Regions from separate parts of the Zea mays genome. Here region 2 is linked to region 1. A link is a contact called in public Hi-C data. All regions are on one chromosome and are shown on one strand. Each heading gives the region's core, a stretch centred on a gene start, on an enhancer-like site or on the middle of the called end of the contact. The rest is flanking DNA. Distances are from core to core; before and after follow the strand shown.

What was found. A called contact is a pair of places that touch in the nucleus more often than the background predicts.
Region 2: a Hi-C map of leaf shows a contact between it and region 1, with 4 times the contacts expected there. The contact joins the promoter of LOC100382999 here to the promoter of LOC100285517 in region 1. A contact is called at or near these places in 6 of 25 Hi-C or Micro-C datasets (ear, endosperm, leaf and 1 more).

The regions. Positions count from the first base shown.
Region 1 is chr10:119,635,293-119,639,520 of Zm-B73-REFERENCE-NAM-5.0, forward strand. It overlaps LOC100285517, which reads left to right and starts at 1,705. Exons shown (of 11, transcript NM_001279566.2): 1 at 1,705-2,097. The coding sequence starts at 2,085.
Region 2 is chr10:119,796,728-119,800,955 of Zm-B73-REFERENCE-NAM-5.0, forward strand. LOC100382999 reads right to left here and starts at 2,307. Exons shown (of 4, transcript NM_001175682.1): 1 at 2,050-2,307; 2 at 1,705-1,903. The coding sequence starts at 1,821. It also overlaps the pseudogene LOC103642750.

The DNA.
Region 1 (4,228 bases), core at 455-2,954:
CCGCCCGACCCAGGGCTCGGACTTGGGCTAAGCCCCGGAAGACGGCGAACACCGCTCCGCCTGACCCAGGGCTCGGACTCGGGCTAAGCCCCTGAAGACGGCGAACTCCGCTCCACCCGACCCAGGGCTCGGACTTGGGCTAAGCCCCAGAAGACGGCGAACTCCGCTCCGCCCGACCCAGGGCTCGGACTTGGGCTAGGCCCCGGAAGACGGCGAACTCCGCTCTGCCCGACCCAGGGCTCGGACTTGGGCTCAGCCCCAGAGGACGACGAACTCCGCTTCGCCCGACCCCAGGGCTCGGACTCAGCCCTGGCCTCAGCCGACGGTCTCCGCCTCGCCCGACCTAGGGGCTCGGACTCGACCACGGCCGCGGAAGACAGACTCGACCTCGACCTCGGAGGAGCCTCCACATCGCCCAACCTAGGGCGCGGACCGACCACGTCGACAGGAGGCGCCATCATTACCCTACCCCAAGCTGACTCAGGCTACGGGGAACAAGACCGGCGTCCCATCTGGCTCGCTCCGCTAGATAGGCAATGATGGCGCCCCGCACGCTCTGTGACGACGGCGACTCTCAGCCCCCTTATAGAAGCAAGAGGACGTCAGCAAGGACTCGACAGCCCCGACAGCTGTCCTTCCGCCAGGCTCCAACGCTCCTCCGACGGCCACGACACCACATGAACCGGGTGCCAAAACCTCTCCGGCTGCCACGACGGCATGTACTTAGGGCGCTAGCTCTCCTCCGCTAGACACGTAGCACTTTGCTACACCCCCCATTGTACACCTGGATCCTCTCCTTACGCCTATAAAAGGAAGGACCAGGCCCTCTTACAGAGGGTTGGCCGCGCGGGGACGAGGACGAGACAGGCGCTCGTGCGAGGCCGCTCGCTCCCTCTCCTGCGTGGACGCTTGTAACCCCCTACTGCAAGCGCACCCGACCTGGGCGCGGGACGAACACGAAGGTCGCGGGATTTCCACCTCTCTCACGCCCGTCTTCGGCCACCTTTCTCCCCCCTTCGCGCCGACCCATCTGGGCTGGGGCACGCGGCGACATTTCACTCGTCGGCCCAGGGACCCCCCGGTCTCGAAACGCCGACAGCATGTCTGGCACAAGACGCCGAGTACAATATATATAGGCACACCATCAACTCCCCTGACCTATTATTTACGACCCAAGATGACACTAATACGGCCTAAGCAGCCCACAACTCCATTACAGACTCGATTACCAACTCCATAATAGCGAAATAGAAATTGCCTGACTGACCTTATTCGACCATCCTCTCGTGCCACTCCCATTTCCCACAGATCCACTTTAGGCTGCATCTTCAGTCATGACAGGTCGGCAGCTGGCGGAGCTAGGGTTCGCTGCCGCGGATGCGACGAGGCCGCGCAGGAGGTTACCGCCATGCTGCCCTATCTAGCCGAAAAAGGAAAATGAATAATGACTAGTTTAGTAACTCTATTTTACCTAATGATTTTCATTTAACTTTGTAAAATAAAATCATTTTAAAAAACGAGATTTTGAAACTAGCCTTAAAAAGAAAAATGGCAAATGCCGTGCCGCTGACCCATTGAGGAATTGACGCCTCTCGATGCTGTCCGTTCGCAGGCGGGCCACGCCGTCCGTTGGATCACGGGGCGGGACCCGGTCCACAGATAATTGAGGCGGGCGGGACGGCTACGTCAGCACTCAGCAGCCGGCAGGCCGCAACCCGCAACCGTGGCACCCTGCGCGCCTCGAACAATCTCGTTTCGTACTCCCGTTTCGTTTCTCCCCCTCGCTCCCCAGCCGCATCTCGAGCGCGCTCTCGGCGGCCGTCCACGTCTCGGTCCCACGCGCTGCTCGCTTGCTCGCCGGCGGGGCGCGAGGGCGGTGGCCTAGGTCGTACCCAGCGAAGCGCGGCGTGCCACGAGGTGGGGGTTGGCTCGGGACCATCGAGCCTGTCCGGAATTTTTTCTGGCGCGTGATTTGCCGCTGAGAAAGCATCGGAAAAGGGAACGGGGATTTACTCTCAGTAGCCGCGAGCTACCCGCCGTCCCCTGGTCGATTCAGTGCAAATCCTCCAGGTTTCTGGGTCTTAATGGCTTCCTCAGGTAATCCTCCGCGCTAATTTGTGGGATTGATAGGAGAGAGCCTCCATTTTCTCCCACCTAGTACTTATTCGATTATTTTCTCTGGGTCTACCTGTGAATGTAATGGTTTGGTATCAGGTGATCCATAAGTGGCTTAGAATGAATGGAGTTATGGTGCAATTTCATTGGAATCCTTTTTTTCGCGATCTGGTGTTGTTCAAATAAAACAAAAAATATATGTTCTATTTTCGAGCCAAGTAAATGCCCTGACTGTCTGTTTATCTTTATCTTTGGCAAAGATAGTACCTTCTGTGGGGAGTTGTCAATAGTTCTTAATTTTTTACGCAATGAATATTTATTAACTAGCCAAGTTGTGGATCACATGGAAATTCCAACTGTTTGCAAGGGGCCTTGTTAACTGCTCTCATGTAATTACCTACAACAACTTTAATCGATCTCCCCACTACCTACTCATAACGAAGAGAGAATTAATAGGTAGGGATGACAGGATTTGAACCTGTGACATTTTGTACCCAAAACAAATGTGCTACCAAGCTGCGACAGCCAACACTTGAGATTTGTATCAAATCTGTTAGAAAACAAGTAAAATTGAGGAAAGACGATCCTCTCACCAAATAGCAAAGACATGTTTTTCCCCCATTTCTCAAACAGTTCATGAAATACTATATTGTTTGTTTGATATTGAAGTAGACTACAAAGGTTATAGGATTCTAATGGAGACCCAATGTGGTATAATAGAGATCGTCATAAAAAAAACTCGACCTGCGGGGGTAGGGGGGGGGGGGGTAACAAGGTTATTAAAACGGTAAAAAGTTGGAACGCTCATGGGTGAATTTTGACTTTTAAACGTTTAAACAAAGTTTAAACGTAGTTTTAAACAACACAGGAAAAATACCAATACATCATTATTTCAGACAATAATATGAAGTTAAATACCAAAATAGAGAGGTTAGTGGCTTACCAAAACTTCACCCATGAGCTGGATTGAACCTCAAAAGTAACTAATAGACTGAGCCCAAAAGTAGCTAACCGGTCTAAAATGCATAAAACACTGTGTTTTACAGTTTAGAACGCCAAAACGCGGTTTCAATCTCTAATTAAAGTTTTGACATTTAAACGTAGTTTAAACATCGTTTAAACGTAGTTTTAATAACACTGGGGGGGTAAGACAACCCCAGGCATTGTATTAAGAAGAAGACTTCACACAGGTCGAGAAAAACCCGGACCTCTACCCAATCCATACACAGCGGCACCATAGCCCATGTGAGAACGACAACGACCTGGGGATTTTTTTAACCACTGAAATTCGCTCATACGGGGAGTTGAACCCAAGACCTGATGAGTGCTACTCAGACCACCTAACCAACTCAGCTAGAGGCTCTTTCACTACAGAGATCGTCATCAGTAGTTGTAAGTTGTATCCTGTATCAGGGACTATAGAAATACGGAAAAACAACTCCCTCAGGTACATGTGTCAATGGAATCCTCTAACTAAGTGTGCTACCTTAGTGCTGTTATTTGAGGCGATAAACTGCTATCCTAATTCTTCATTTAGGATCAAGGTTGTTAGGTATATCAATGTGGATCCTAGAACCTTATACTATGATCTATCAAGCCAAAACGATACTGAACCCACCATGCATCCGAAATTGTATAGCACCCTATCCTACATAGAAGTTTCATATAATCCCATATCGGTAAGATCTTGCATAGGATTCCGATCCTAAATAATAATGGATATATATGACTTTTGGAATGATTTGATCGTGATAAATTATGAGGGAGTTAAGGCTTTTTTATGGTTGATCCTTGAGTCCTTGACCACAGTTCGCATCCTAATTCTATCCGATCCTAACAATCTTGTTTTGAATTGTGCTATGCTAGAGCATGGCAAAGGCTATTTCTGTGAGATATGCCATGTGTGTATATATAAAGGGGATGCAGTCTCACTGAACTTTCCTTGTAAGCGTAGTCATATAAAAACTCGGCCGGGGAGGGAAAGACCGCCCTCCCGGTATTATATTAAGAAGAGACAGAAACATGGTCCCGGTCGAGAAAACCCTCAAACCCTGGCCCCCCATCACTAACAGGCCGATCAACTGTCCACTCTGCAATGGCCCAGCCGGTGGGT
Region 2 (4,228 bases), core at 1,057-3,556, 160 kb after region 1:
AGAGAATCTCGACGTCACCGCGCGTCAGGGCGATGACGCACCCCGTAAGCAGCCTTTGGCCCATACCCCGGCGCTGTTACAACCACTACCGCATGGGCGGCCTCTCCCTCGGGAGCTCGGGCGTATGGACGACCCCTCAGTCTCGACCTCGGCTCTCCAAGGGAAGTCAGCAGGCGCGAATCTACAGCACGGTTCGCCATCACTTCAAATGTCAAGGCATCTCTCCTTCAAAATACAATACTCAGCTTCACCACGGACGCTCCCCTGGGTGTATAAATAGGGCAGTGGTCCCTCCATTGAACAACAATAAGACACGTAGACGAGTTCTTGCTTTCCCACTCTGTCTTAGATATTGGCACTTGCCTCAATCATCTCTAGGGACTTGGGGACTTCCCCCCTCCCGTTGTGCTTGTAAACCCCTACTAGAGGCATCACGGTGCGAGTAATATAAGCCTCATCCCCTCTGCTGGAAGTAGGACCTCGAGAAGCCCGAACCAGGATAATCGCTTGTGTCATCTCGCACACCATCTAAAGCCGGCCACGCGACACATTACTGGTTGGTTAAGGACCCGCGGTCCAAACACCGACATTCCTCATATGTAGTAGCGCAGAAGTAATGTCTCATATATTCGGTTTTAGTTCTACTGAGTCTACAACCTTTAGACTCTAGAGTCTCCCACCACAACTCAAGTTTCATATTTACTTATGTCCGGCTTTCATCAACTAGCACTATATCATCCGTAAAAAGCATACACCAAGAGATATTCTCTTGTATGCGACCCTTGTGACTTCATCCATCACCAAGATAAAAAAGATAAGGGCTCAAAGTTGATTTTAATGTAGTCATATTCTAATTGTAAGTGAAAGGGCATCTAGCGTAATGGCTAAGGTTCCGAGTAGCACCTTCAGGTCCCGGGTTCGATTCCCCTCGGGGAGAATTTCAAGCTTGGCTAAAAAAAACCTCGTTGTACCCCGCCCGCTCTCGGGGATCGATATCCTACGTGCCACCCTCCGGCTAGGTCGTTGCAGAGTAGGCAGTTGATCAACCCGTTAGTGATGGGGAGCCAGGGTTCGAGGGTTTTCTCGGTCAGGACCATGTTTCGATGATTCGATCTCTTAATCTAATATCGGGAGGGCGGTCTTTCCCTCCCCAGCTGAGGTTTTTTTTTATATTCTAATTGGAAAGTCATACATGTCTCCATCAACTTTTTGAACACTACTCACAACATTGTTGCACATATCCTTAATGATTCCAACGTACTTCGTTGGAATTTTATGTTTGTCCAAAGCCCATCACATCATATTTCTTGGTATTTTGACATAAGCCTTCTCTAAGTCGATGAAAACTATATGTAGGTCCTTCTTCTACTCTCTATAATCTAAGTCGATGAAAACTATATGTAGGTCCTTCTTCTACTCTCTATAATGCTCCTAAAAAATGATTACAACTCCTAACTTTTCTTCCTCATTATTCCATAATAAATCTGGCCTAGAAGGCCCAACCCCCCTCCCCCTGCGTCGTTTCTGGATCCACCACCGACCGAAAGCAAAACAAAAGCACATGTAGACAACTAGAATATTTGGTGTCATGCACTTAGAAAGCAAAAAAAATGGTTACTTTTACCAGGAAATGTTGGTTCCACAATTAAAGGACAGTAGGCACTACTACATTATCCATGAAATTCGCGGGAAAAAAATACTTGCCATCTCGATGCGCTTCTGCAGCTGCAGCCTGTAGGACCGGATCCTCTTCTCCTCGTAACCAGACATCACACGCACGATGAACCATGCCTTCCGCCCGAATTGCCGCAACTTGTCCATCTCCACCGTCAACGGGACCTCGCACTCAACCCCCAGCAGCTCGGATAAGATAGCCTTGTGCGCTGGGAATAGGAAGAAGGACCTAATGGATCCATGGGTGGGGTGGATGGGTCGGATTAGATGACAGCAAACGAATCCGCGAATAACTGAACGGAGAGAAACAAACTACTAGATCTGACGGACGAATGGACAAACTGCAACAGGGCGGGATAAGCTTTTTACACGTACCTAGGAACGGATAAAACGATCCAAGTCCCCCTGGATCTCTACTTCACGCCGCTGCAGTCCCACCCGACCCGGCAGAGGGCAGGAAAGGGAAGCCGGGGGGGGGGGGGGGGGGGGGGGGCGTGTCCACGGTGGAAGACGTCGGTGGGATAGGGCTTGGCTGTCCCTTCGTCCGCGGCCGGTGGTGGTGTTCGTCGGTGATGGCCAGCAGTGGCGACCCTGCCGTCGAGCTGTGGCGGTCGCCCACTCGCCCTACCCAAGTTCCGCAGTGAAGATCCTCAGCCCTTCAGTATTTCCAGCGAAATTGGAGATCGAAACTTGCAGCCCAAACTGATAACGAGGGAAGAAGGCCAAGCCCAATATAAGAGTAGCCAAATTTCGTTAATCCAGTCCACGCAGGCCACAGGCGCACAGCATTTGGGGCTTTTGGCTTCCATCCAATTTCCTCATCGGTTTTTTTTGTATTTAGCCCCGCGAACGTAGCAAAGCTTCGTTTTAGCCCGAGCAGGGATGTTTGATTAGGTCTGGACGAAATATTCGTGGCTCGCTGGCTCGCTCGGTTCATGGTCAGCTTGGATCGGCTCGTTTGAATTTTTTCACGAGCTGAGCTGACATCCTAGCTCGGTTCGTTAACGAGCCAGCTCGCGAGCTAAACGAGCTACCATATTCTAGCAAAACGAAATTATATGCATATCATTTACAGAATAATTGATGAATATGTTATATATATGAGATGTCTATGGCCTATGAATTAAGCTAATGATTAATGAACTATGTCTATGTGTTAATTTGGTATATGCAAATATAATTATGGGTTAAACTGATGAACATGTATGTGAATTGTGAATTAATGAGTGATGAATTGTGAATTAATGAGTGATGAATTGTGCTAATTTGGTGTTATATTGACGTGGTTTGTGAAACTCTGAGTATAATTACTATTTTCTATTGTTACATTAGTTTGAAATTAACTAAAAATAATAATTATGTATATTTTATTTTTTTCTGCTCTAGCTCGCGAGCTAAACGAGCCGAGCCGAGCTGACTCTGTGGCTCGTTACCTTAACGAGCCGAACCGAGCTGACTCGTTAGCTTAACGAGTCAGCTCGAACTCGGACGAGCCGAGCTAGCTCGTTATCCACCCCTATGTTGATGCACTAAAGCTAATAGTTAGTGGCTAAAATTAGTTGAGACATCTAAACATCCTAGTTAATAATTTAGCTATTAGCTATTTTGGTAAATTAGTTAATAGTTAGGTAACTATTTGTTATCTAGCTAATTTTACTAACAATTTTTAGCCAACTAACTATTAGTTTTAGTCCATTCAAACATCACTGTATCTCCAACAGATTTTAATATTATTATATTGGGCTCTTCTTAAAACTATAAAGAGCCAAAAAAAACACATACAACACCAACAACTCCTTATTTTGTGCCAAAAATAGTCAAGAACTATTGGAGAAGTAAATTGGGAGCACATAATGGGAGCTGTTGGAGAAATAAAATTTTCAAAGTACTGTTTGGGAGTTGTTGGAGATGCTGCTTATTTCAATAGTCAGACAAAACATAGCCTATAATTCACAAGATAAATCGAGATATTAGTATAATCCGATGCCTTGAGAGAACAAAGCAAAAAAACGCATAGTGACAGATATTAGCATAACCCAATGCCTGATGATGAGAGAACAAATCAAGACACATAGTAGAGAACAAACCAAAACACGTATAGTGACTACAGTCAAGGGTAAGCACATGCGTGTAATAACAATGCGGGGCATTTGAGGCATCTGATGAAGGACCTGTTCCATAGTATTATTTCGACTGAACATCGTACTAGCGTTAAGGTAGATAGAGGATTCACAAACATCTCTAATCTCTACTACTATTATGTACATAATGTAGACGTCCACAATAGAATGACGCACGGTTCTGCCAAACCCGGACGCGCCCATCCCGCCCCGACTGTCGCGCCGCGAATCGCGGCTGCCGCATCCTCCAATCAATACCGCAGCCGCCGCTTCTTCCGTCCGCACGGGCCTCTTCCTCGCCCTGCCCGCCTGCCTCTTCCCCACCTCGACGCCGCTCCCGCCCCTGCATCCAGCGTGCTCCCCGCCCATCCCCCGCGCCACCGAGACAACGCCGTCCTCACCGTCGCACGGTTCAGCGACGAGATGAGCGAGCT